Linked DNA regions of Zea mays: regions 2 and 3 are each linked to region 1. Evidence: chromatin contacts called from public Hi-C data. All regions are on one chromosome and are shown on one strand. Each heading gives the region's core, a stretch centred on a gene start, on an enhancer-like site or on the middle of the called end of the contact. The rest is flanking DNA. Distances are from core to core; before and after follow the strand shown. Region 1 holds the start of LOC103643160 (ubiquitin carboxyl-terminal hydrolase 17-like). Region 2 holds the start of LOC100277273 (ENTH/VHS family protein). Region 3 holds the start of LOC100191284 (Short-chain dehydrogenase/reductase SDR).

What was found. Hi-C and Micro-C count contacts between places; a contact is called where the count stands out from the background.
Region 2: a contact with region 1 is called in a Hi-C map of leaf, with 5 times the contacts expected there. The contact joins the promoter of LOC100277273 here to the promoter of LOC103643160 in region 1. A contact is called at or near these places in 7 of 25 Hi-C or Micro-C datasets (bundle sheath, ear, leaf and 2 more).
Region 3: a contact with region 1 is called in a Hi-C map of ear, with 3 times the contacts expected there. The contact joins the promoter of LOC100191284 here to the promoter of LOC103643160 in region 1. A contact is called at or near these places in 4 of 25 Hi-C or Micro-C datasets (ear, endosperm, leaf and 1 more).

Annotation. Positions count from the first base shown.
Region 1 is chr1:205,004,261-205,007,144 of Zm-B73-REFERENCE-NAM-5.0, reverse strand. LOC103643160 (ubiquitin carboxyl-terminal hydrolase 17-like) reads left to right here and starts at 1,401. Exons shown (of 11, transcript NM_001326697.1): 1 at 1,401-1,993. The coding sequence starts at 1,590.
Region 2 is chr1:205,868,376-205,871,259 of Zm-B73-REFERENCE-NAM-5.0, reverse strand. LOC100277273 (ENTH/VHS family protein) reads left to right here and starts at 1,469. Exons shown (of 2, transcript NM_001398925.1): 1 at 1,469-1,716; 2 at 1,801-2,858. The coding sequence starts at 1,592. The coding sequence ends at 2,698.
Region 3 is chr1:204,351,493-204,354,376 of Zm-B73-REFERENCE-NAM-5.0, reverse strand. It overlaps LOC100191284 (Short-chain dehydrogenase/reductase SDR), which reads right to left and starts at 1,431. Exons shown (of 5, transcript NM_001136718.2): 1 at 1,093-1,431; 2 at 688-959; 3 at 464-557; 4 at 241-352. The coding sequence starts at 1,237.

The sequences.
Region 1 (2,884 bases), core at 152-2,651:
GTCGTCTGTTGGGCTTGCCTGCCTCACACGCTTGCGCCCGTGCGTGCGGCCATGCTGCTTCTACTCGTTTCTCTGTAGCGGTAGTTGACGCTTGGTCCGCGCGCGCAACTCCAAGCAAGTCCAATCCAACCTAGGACGCGGAAAATCTCGGACGGAAATTGTTGGGTGGGTGGAGCAAAAGTCGCTGGAAAATGGAGGCCTGGTTCGGTGAACACACACTGCCTAGTTTCTGTCGGCAAAGTTCACTTGTATCAACTTCCTATAATCCCTATGTCACCTTTTTCTGGACGATCATTTGCCTAGTTGGAAGGTCACCAGATTTTATTTTTTTTGGACGCATTAAGCATGGGGGGATGGGAACCGAATGTTGGCAGGAAACGACTTGCATCAGAATACTAAGGTTCGTCTCAAGTGACGTGACACAAAGGAACCACACAATGGGAAAAGATCGGCCTGCCGAAGTTTCCTCATAAAAAAAGTACCTTCACCGAGATACTAGCACTCCAATAAACACGCAATATCCATCAGAAACTCAGCCAGACAGACCTCACCAATCAAAGAGGAAACAAATCGATCATGACAAGATCTCGCATGGGGTCCGCTCGTCAGCCTGCACGTGGGGTCCCCCGGAATAATGGCGGGTACCGCCACACAGTTTCCCGCGTTTCCTCTCCCGCGGAAACTAAGCACTTGCTCCGAGTCCGAGCAGAGGACTTGCCCCCGCGGAAAGAAATCCCATCAACGGCCAGGACCCAACTGATGAGGCCCATCGGACGGCCAGGCGCGCTCGTACGCACGGACGGACAACCAGAGCCCACGGTCCCGTCCCGTCCGTCGGAAGTCGGAACCCATTCCTTTCTTGTACCGCGCGTCAGCGCCGCTGTGCTGCCCCGCCGGTACCGTTAGGGCCTGATTGGTTGCCGTATCTAGGCAGCATGGCCGAGCGAGCCAGGTCCGCGGCAGCCTGGCTGTGCATCGCGTGAGCCTGGCTCCACAGATGCGCAGATTTTGGTCGCATCTCTAGAGCCTGGCCCGAGCTCCTTTTTTGCATCGCGAGACACATGCGCTGATGCATATGCGGCAAACCAAACAAGCGGCAAAGTAGCACGCGCCTAGTTACGTGGATGCAACCTACAACCAAACACACTACGACCGCATACCGTGAGCCTGGTTGGCCTATATGCGGGCAACCAATCAGGCCCTTACTTACTTGCCCCGTCTCCGTCTCCCTGCCTGTCTCGTCGTCGAGCACCTTTTGCACCTCGCCCCCTCCACAAGTCGTCTAATTATTCCTCGGGAGCGTGCGCGGACCGGAAACGGGTACCGCTGCCCGCCGGCTGCTGCTTGGTGCCTTCCTTCATTGCCGCTGCAGCCTGGCCTGCCTCTGCGCGCGCCACTTCCCAAGACCAGACCAGGCACGGAACGAACCCGAACCTGAGAGGGAGGGGGGAAATTTTCGCAGCGGATTTGCGTTTGCGCCGGTTAGGTGGGAATCGGGGCCCGGATCCGGCGAGTAGGAGCGGCGGGGCCGAGATCTATGCGCGGAGGGGGAGGAGGACCGGGCTGAGGAGGGGAGCTGCAGGGGCCCAATGGAGGAGGCGGCGGAGTCGTCCTCGGCGGCGGCGGCGGCGGCCCTGGTGCTGGCGCTGGTGGCGCTCGTCGTGGTGCCGGCGGTGGCGCTGCTGGTGCGGGGCCGCTGGCGCCGGGCCGCGGCGCGGAGGGAGGAGGTGCGCCGCCTCGCGCGGCTGGCTGCCGAGGAGTCCGAGCTGGCGGAGCGCGAGTCCGCGCTTGCCTACTACTCCGAGCTGTTCCCGGGCGTCGTGCACGCCGCGGGGGCGCCCGAGTGGGGCCCGCCGCCGGTGGCGGTCCCGGTCCCGGCGCAGGAGGAGTTCGACGCGCAGCCGCAGCCGTCCGTGGGGGCAAAGGGGGTCTGTGCGGTGTGCTTCAGGCCCACCACGTTCAGGTGCAAGCAGTGCAAGGCCGTCAAGTACTGGTGAGTGCGGGCGAATCCCTGCCTTCACCGCCCCCCTGATTCAGTCTCCAGTTTGTTTAATTCCATCCAGTGATTGGGGAATTTGTGGGAACATAGATACTACGTGATTTGCACAATTTTGGAGTGGATTGGGTCCTGTAATTGGTACATTTTTTTAGTTATTACACAAAATTTAGACTCTCCACCAAACCTTTGGGAACGCTACCCTGGTTTAGGGCACTGCTAACCCTCATTTAATCCTTATGGCCGTTTTTAAATCGTCGCTCGATAACCTTGGGTCGATGCACAGCGTTGCTGATTCCTCACAGAAACTCGGATTCGATAGAGCTTTGGATGGATATCATATTCTCGGAGTCCCTGATAGCTTGTACCTACAAAATCAACAGTTTGTTTCACATCCCTGTCTCCATGTCTCTGCCACTTAGAATCTAGGTTCCTGCCAATTTAATCTGTATTTTCTTTTATCAAATTAGGCCACAACATGTGCTATGGTGTAACCTTCTCGTAGTAACTTGCATGTTATTTTACATGCCTCAAGGTCACCAATTTCATGGACAAAAATACTTGGTATTGATCTGTTTGTATATTCGACTATGTGACAGAAAATGATTCATACTTTATTCTCATGCTGAAATGTTCATAAACCTAGTTATTCCATATTATTAATTACTTATACATCTAAGTAATTTTCATCTATGTGTGGGTGTGGATGTGTGATGCGATACTAGTATACTACTGGAGTACCAGACTAGATCTGGACATATAACAATAATATAATCAATGATCAAAGTGTGTTTTCAGGGACCATGCCAAAAAATGGGTCAAAGTTACCTCGAAGTTGTGTAACAAGTATTTTGAAGCTATTATTTGACGAGGCTAAAGCAAGTATAG
Region 2 (2,884 bases), core at 220-2,719, 860 kb before region 1:
ACCACATCTGCTAAGAGAAGGCAATAGTAGCACCACATCAGTTATGAGGTAAATCAAATCAGCCACGAGGGAAGTAAATTAGATTTTTGTGATACTTTGGGAATCAATTATACTTTATAAAAAGGAATGCGTATTTTTTTCAAATAAATATCCACCTAATTGTTGGAATAAATATGCATTGAAAAAAATATAAAAACTCATTTATTATTAGGAAAAACATAGAAAGTTTGATGAGTCCAAAAAATATGAAATCGGTTTCACTTTCTTTTTTCTAAAATCATTCTATATTTTCTGAGCTAGATGCTACAATATAGAGCATGATTTTAGAAAATATATGGAGCCTGACATTTTTTATAAGGAAAAGATTTTAGTAAATTCAAGAAAGTTACGTCAAGTGATTACAACTCTCTTGAAAACAAATTGACTTCCTACTCGATTAGAGCATCTCTAACAATGCCTCAAACTAGTATTTCAAATTGAAATATAAGGTTTTACGCAGGAAAAACTACTCCAACAATGTCTCATTTCATAAAATTTGGTCAAAAACTATAGGGCATCCTCTCAAGTGCCTCAAATATACTACACCACAGTGGGCTGCCCTATAATCTAGATTTGAGGTTTTTACTGTTGGAGCGGAATGTTTTATTGATACCATAAATTCTATAAAATATACTCATTTTTAAATTATATGGTATCTTTATAAGTCACGTTGTTGGAGATGCTCTTATACGCTTCTAGTGTGCAAGTTGACTATGATGTATTGATGGTGATGACAAATGAGAAAGCGTTTGGTTCTGTTTGAATGTTGTTAGCTGATGCCTCTTGGAGGCGATAGTGTTGCTACAAGTTAAATCACATGATATACGCTGTTAATGTGCAATCAGAACTTGATTTTTCATTGCACATCTTGATGGTTAAGCAAGACATTACTTCTGAGGAAACATTGCTCGCAATTTGCATGGACTGTGTGATGATTCACTCCGCGGTCTACAAGGATATATCCTCGTCTGAATCCTCTGTTAGCTTTAAATTTTGGGAGGCCATATAAGATCAAATAATTCTAAACAAACAAAGGAACAAAGACAGCAGATATGAAACCATTTATTTCCTGGTTGGCTGCCTGGTGTCATGTAGATATAGCCAAAACTGTTCTTTTTTAAACCATCCACGGAGGTAGGGCTTAAAAAGTTTAAAAGAGTCCAAAAAAACAAATCGAATTCGCGTAAATAGTTGGGAGGTTCCAAATTACCATGATGAGCGGCGACTGATGAATGGAGGTGGAAGCAACAGGTCCGCCCCGGCTGCATGCGGCGCCGAGAACGACGCGCGATTTGGCGGGTGGCTGGCTTGGCTTAGTCGCTGCGCAACCAAAGTCGCGCATGCATGCCCGGCCGGCCTCGGCCATCCATCCATCCGTCCGTCCCACGACCGCGCCTTGTGTCTCCGGCCATCTCATCCCCATGCATTCTCCGCCACCACCATCCATGCAGCATGCGTTTGGGTTTGGGATTGGTAGATAGATTCATTCAGTTGCCTGCTGAGACTGGCAGCTGGATCGATTCCAATTAGGACGGGCTGACTGACGACGGCGATGGCCGCAAGCACGGCGCGGTGGCAGCTGCTGGCCGGCCAGGTGAAACGGCAGGCGTCGGGGTTCCTGCAGGACAAGTACAAGCAGGCGAGGCTGGCGCTGGGCGACGTGACGCCGGCAGAGCTGTGAGTGCCTGACGATACACTGGATGGTATAGGGTGATGCATGGTGATGTGATCGGATGGATACTCAGGCATGCGTGCGTGCAGGCTGGCCCAGGAGGCCACCAACAACGAGCCTTGCGTCCCCGACGCCAAGACGCTGGCGTGCATCGCAGACGCCGCCTTCGACATGGACGACCTGTGGAGGATCGCCAAGGTGCTGCACCAGAGGCTGAGCCGCGCCGCCGACTGGAAGGAGTGGCGCCCCGTGTACAAGGCGCTGGTGGTGCTGGAGTTCCTGCTGACCCACGGCCCCGAGGACCTGCCCCGCGAGTTCCTGGCGGACGTGCGCGCCATGCACGACCTCCGCAGCTTCCACTACGTGGACGACAAGGGCTTCGACTGGGGCGCCTGCATGCAGCGCCGGACCGACAGCGTCCTGTCGCTGCTCACGGACGCCGACCGCCTCAGGGAGGCGCGGCGCAGGGTCTCCCACGAGGTGCACGGCGGCGGCGGGGGCTTCGGCAGCCCGACGTCGTCGTCCTCCCCGTCCTCGGCGTCGTCCTCCGCCTCCTCCAGGACCTCGCGCACCTGGTCCTTCGGCGGCGGCTCCCACTACTCCGACAGCCCTACCATGTGCCTCACCTGCGCCCCCGACGCCGACTACCGCCACGACAAAAAATGCGACGCCTACACGGCCGACGACGACTGTTGGGCCGCCTCGTCGAATTACAAGAGCGGCAGCAGGTGGGCAGCCACAGTGGACGAAGGCGACGGCGAGGACCAGCAGCAGCACCAGGGGCTCATGGACGACGCCTGGGACGCCCACTCGGTGAAGGACAGCACCAGCGGCACATGGTCCGCCAGGTTGCTCGGTTCCTTGTCCTTGAGCACCAGCAGGGCCTCAGGCTTCCAGAGTCTGTCGCAACCGGAGCAGCGAAGGACAACCAAGAAGCTGCAGGGGCAGCTACAGTGCCAGGTTTCCGCCGATTATTCACGGCCTTGATCGCTCGGTCGATGAATACTGCAATTCTCTTTTTCTCTAGATTAACCATTGATTTGACCGGCCTATTACTGTAATTTCTATCTTTTTTCCCCTCCTAGCACAATTAAGTTTCATCTCATCTTCTATTTTTATACTTTATGATAAGCATGGATACAAAAAAGGGACAAGACTTGCTCGCAAATGTCC
Region 3 (2,884 bases), core at 182-2,681, 650 kb after region 1:
GGGATGGGGCATGGGCATGGCATCTGCCCGCCGCTAGCTAGCGCTAGCTAGGGCTAGGGGCGGCCGCGGCCCGCCGGGCGAGCTGCCTAGTGGATGATCTCGGATCGGAGGAACTTGATGCGCGCTTCTTAAGAAAGGGGACCGGTGGCCGATACTATGCGCGCGCATCGATCGGATCGGATGATGGGGTTACTAGCTAGCTAATGAACGTACGTACGTAGCCGAGTTCTGACGACTGACCTCCTCTCGCCGATGACGCCGTCGATGATCACATGCGCAATGTGCACGCCGGCCGGCTGGAACTCCCTGGCCAGCGACTGGGACAGCCCCCGCAGGGCAAACTTGCCGCTGCCTGCACACGCATGCATGCGCGTCAAGCTAAGAATCGCTTATAAGCTAGCTAGCTACAAAGGCAGCAGGCAGGGTTTGTTGGCTCTGTAGGCGCGCGCCACCCCCCACTTACTTAGATCGGAGTAGCCGGCGAAGCCGGTGACCGACGCCGAGGAGCCCGTGAAGATGATGGTGCCCCTGCCCCTCTCCACCATGCCCGGGATGACCTGCGATGCGACGACATGCAACGCAGCGCAGGGCGGCACGCGCAGTGACTAGTGAGAGAGAGATCGGTATGTATGCGCTGTGCTGTGTCTGTGTGTGCAAGGAGGAGGAGGAAGTCCGCACCGCACGTACCTGTTGCGCGCAGTGGAAGGCCCCTCCGGCGGACACGGCGAGGGCGCGGTGGAAGGCGTCGGGGGTGACGGCGAGGAAGGGCGCGGGGCGCGCGTCCTCGTTGGCTGCAGGCGGCTCGCAGGCGTTGTAGACGAGCACCTCGACGGGGCCGAGGGAGAGCACGCCCTCGAAGGCCTCGCGCACGGACCGGGCGTCGGCGCAGTCCACCCGCAGCGCGAACACCTGCGCCTTGGCCGCCTGCGCGATCTCCTCCGCCAGCTGCGACAGCTTCTCTGCAACCACGCGCACGCACCTCTCGTGTCACTTGCTTACTTACTCACTGCGAGACGCCACGCGCGCAAGGCGCAAGGACTCAGCTTTGTGCTCCGATCGAAAGAGAGAGAGAGGATGGGAGGGAGGACGTGCCGAGGTCGCGCGAGAGGATGGCGATGGTGTAGCCCTCGGAGGCGAACTTGCGCGCCACCGCCGAGCCCAGCCTGGGGCCGACGCCGACCACGGCGGCGATGCCCCTCGAGGAGTTGGAGCCGGATACTGACCTCAGGCTCAGCATGTGGAGCGCGCGACGCGAGGGAGAAAAGAGAAGAGAGGAGGGAGAGGCGCGACTTGGCGAGAGACCAGCTGCTCCTCCTACTCTTGCTTCTTGGCGAGACAGCAAGCAAGCAGCTCCGGTTCACTGCTGTGTCCAGTTTTGAACGACTCGAGTCGTTGGCTTGGAGACCGGATGGAGAAGGGCGGTTGTCCGTTGTCCCCTCTCCCTCGGTTTCTCCGTTGCTTTTAACAGCCCCGCAGCCAGGGGGGAGGTGGATCGGATCTCCCTGGATCCAGGATTCGAAAGAGGACAATGATAAGGATTTAGAATCAAAACTAGAGTTTAAGGATAATTTATGACTATATGGCAACGATTTTCTCAATAGAAACTAGGCGCACGATACGCAGCCCCTGGATCCGCTGCTGGCCGCTACAGAGCGGGCACTGGAATCACCTAGCTTGCTCAAATTAATTTTTTTTTGGCGTTTTCGCGTCGTCGGGCAAAGGAGGGAAACAGAGAATCTGCAGTCGCCTGCCCTGCTCGATCACCAGAGATGTCCAGCACAGTGCTGCAGCTCCCGATGACACCTCGGCCGGTGTGCATGTATCATCCATGCCGCCGCCTCCGCCACCTGTATCTAGCGGACAGCGAGAGAGCAGTTTTCCACGGGTGCCTTTGAGGACAGGCATCTTGGTGTTCGTCGATGCTGGTACTTGGAGAGTCGTTGCTCTAAGGGCACTTAAAATCTAGAGCCCTAGATCAGTTTTCTAAATAGAAGAGATATATAGTTAATATAAGAAACTGTATGATACATTGGGACATCTTTAAAATCAATTATATCTTGTATTCTTTTCCATTAACATCTTAGAGACCTCTCAAAAAACAGGGTACAGAGTGTGATTGCATATGTCCTAAAAAGATGGTATCGTACAGATTTACCATACGTACTGTACATAGTACAAAAGAAATTGTACAAAAGAAGTTCATGTACATACATTACGTAAACTTCATGCATGTGTTTTTTTTAGTAATTGAGACAACTAGTAGACTAAACTTTACTCTAGTATCTTATATATATAAGATAGATTTATATCAAAGGTTGTTGAGAAAAATTGGCAATCATGAAATTGATGATATGAAGGCCACGAAGGATAATCAGGTGTTCAATATAGAAATAAATGAATGAGAAAAAGCAAATTGCAAAGGCTCAAAACATATGTATGAGCTAGCTAGGGCATTTTATTCTATGAAAAGCTAAGTAGTTAAAGTACTTGAAGAGCATTCCTATGCTGTATTCTTTTGCTTTTGCTCTTGACCCTAAAGCTAAGATTTAAGGCACTCATACTTCTTTTGTGAGCTTACATGCATGCAATGATTATTCTAACTATTACGAATCTGTTCGTGTTGAGCTATATAACTAATGTGTTTGGCAAGTATGGCCAGAAGTTTGATGGCACTCGGTCAGCACGACAACTTCAAATTCATGTTGCTGGAAAGAGAGAGGAAAATTTTGGGGAAGATCTTTGGTTCTGAAGCAGTTAGTGGAGTTTTAGCAGCCCCCATCTTGTGCTCCTCTTGCGCTCCTCCATCTTCTATGCCCTCCCAGCTGTTTGCATATGAGTTGGTATTCCATCTTGATATATAGTGACCCTATATCTGATTAAGATG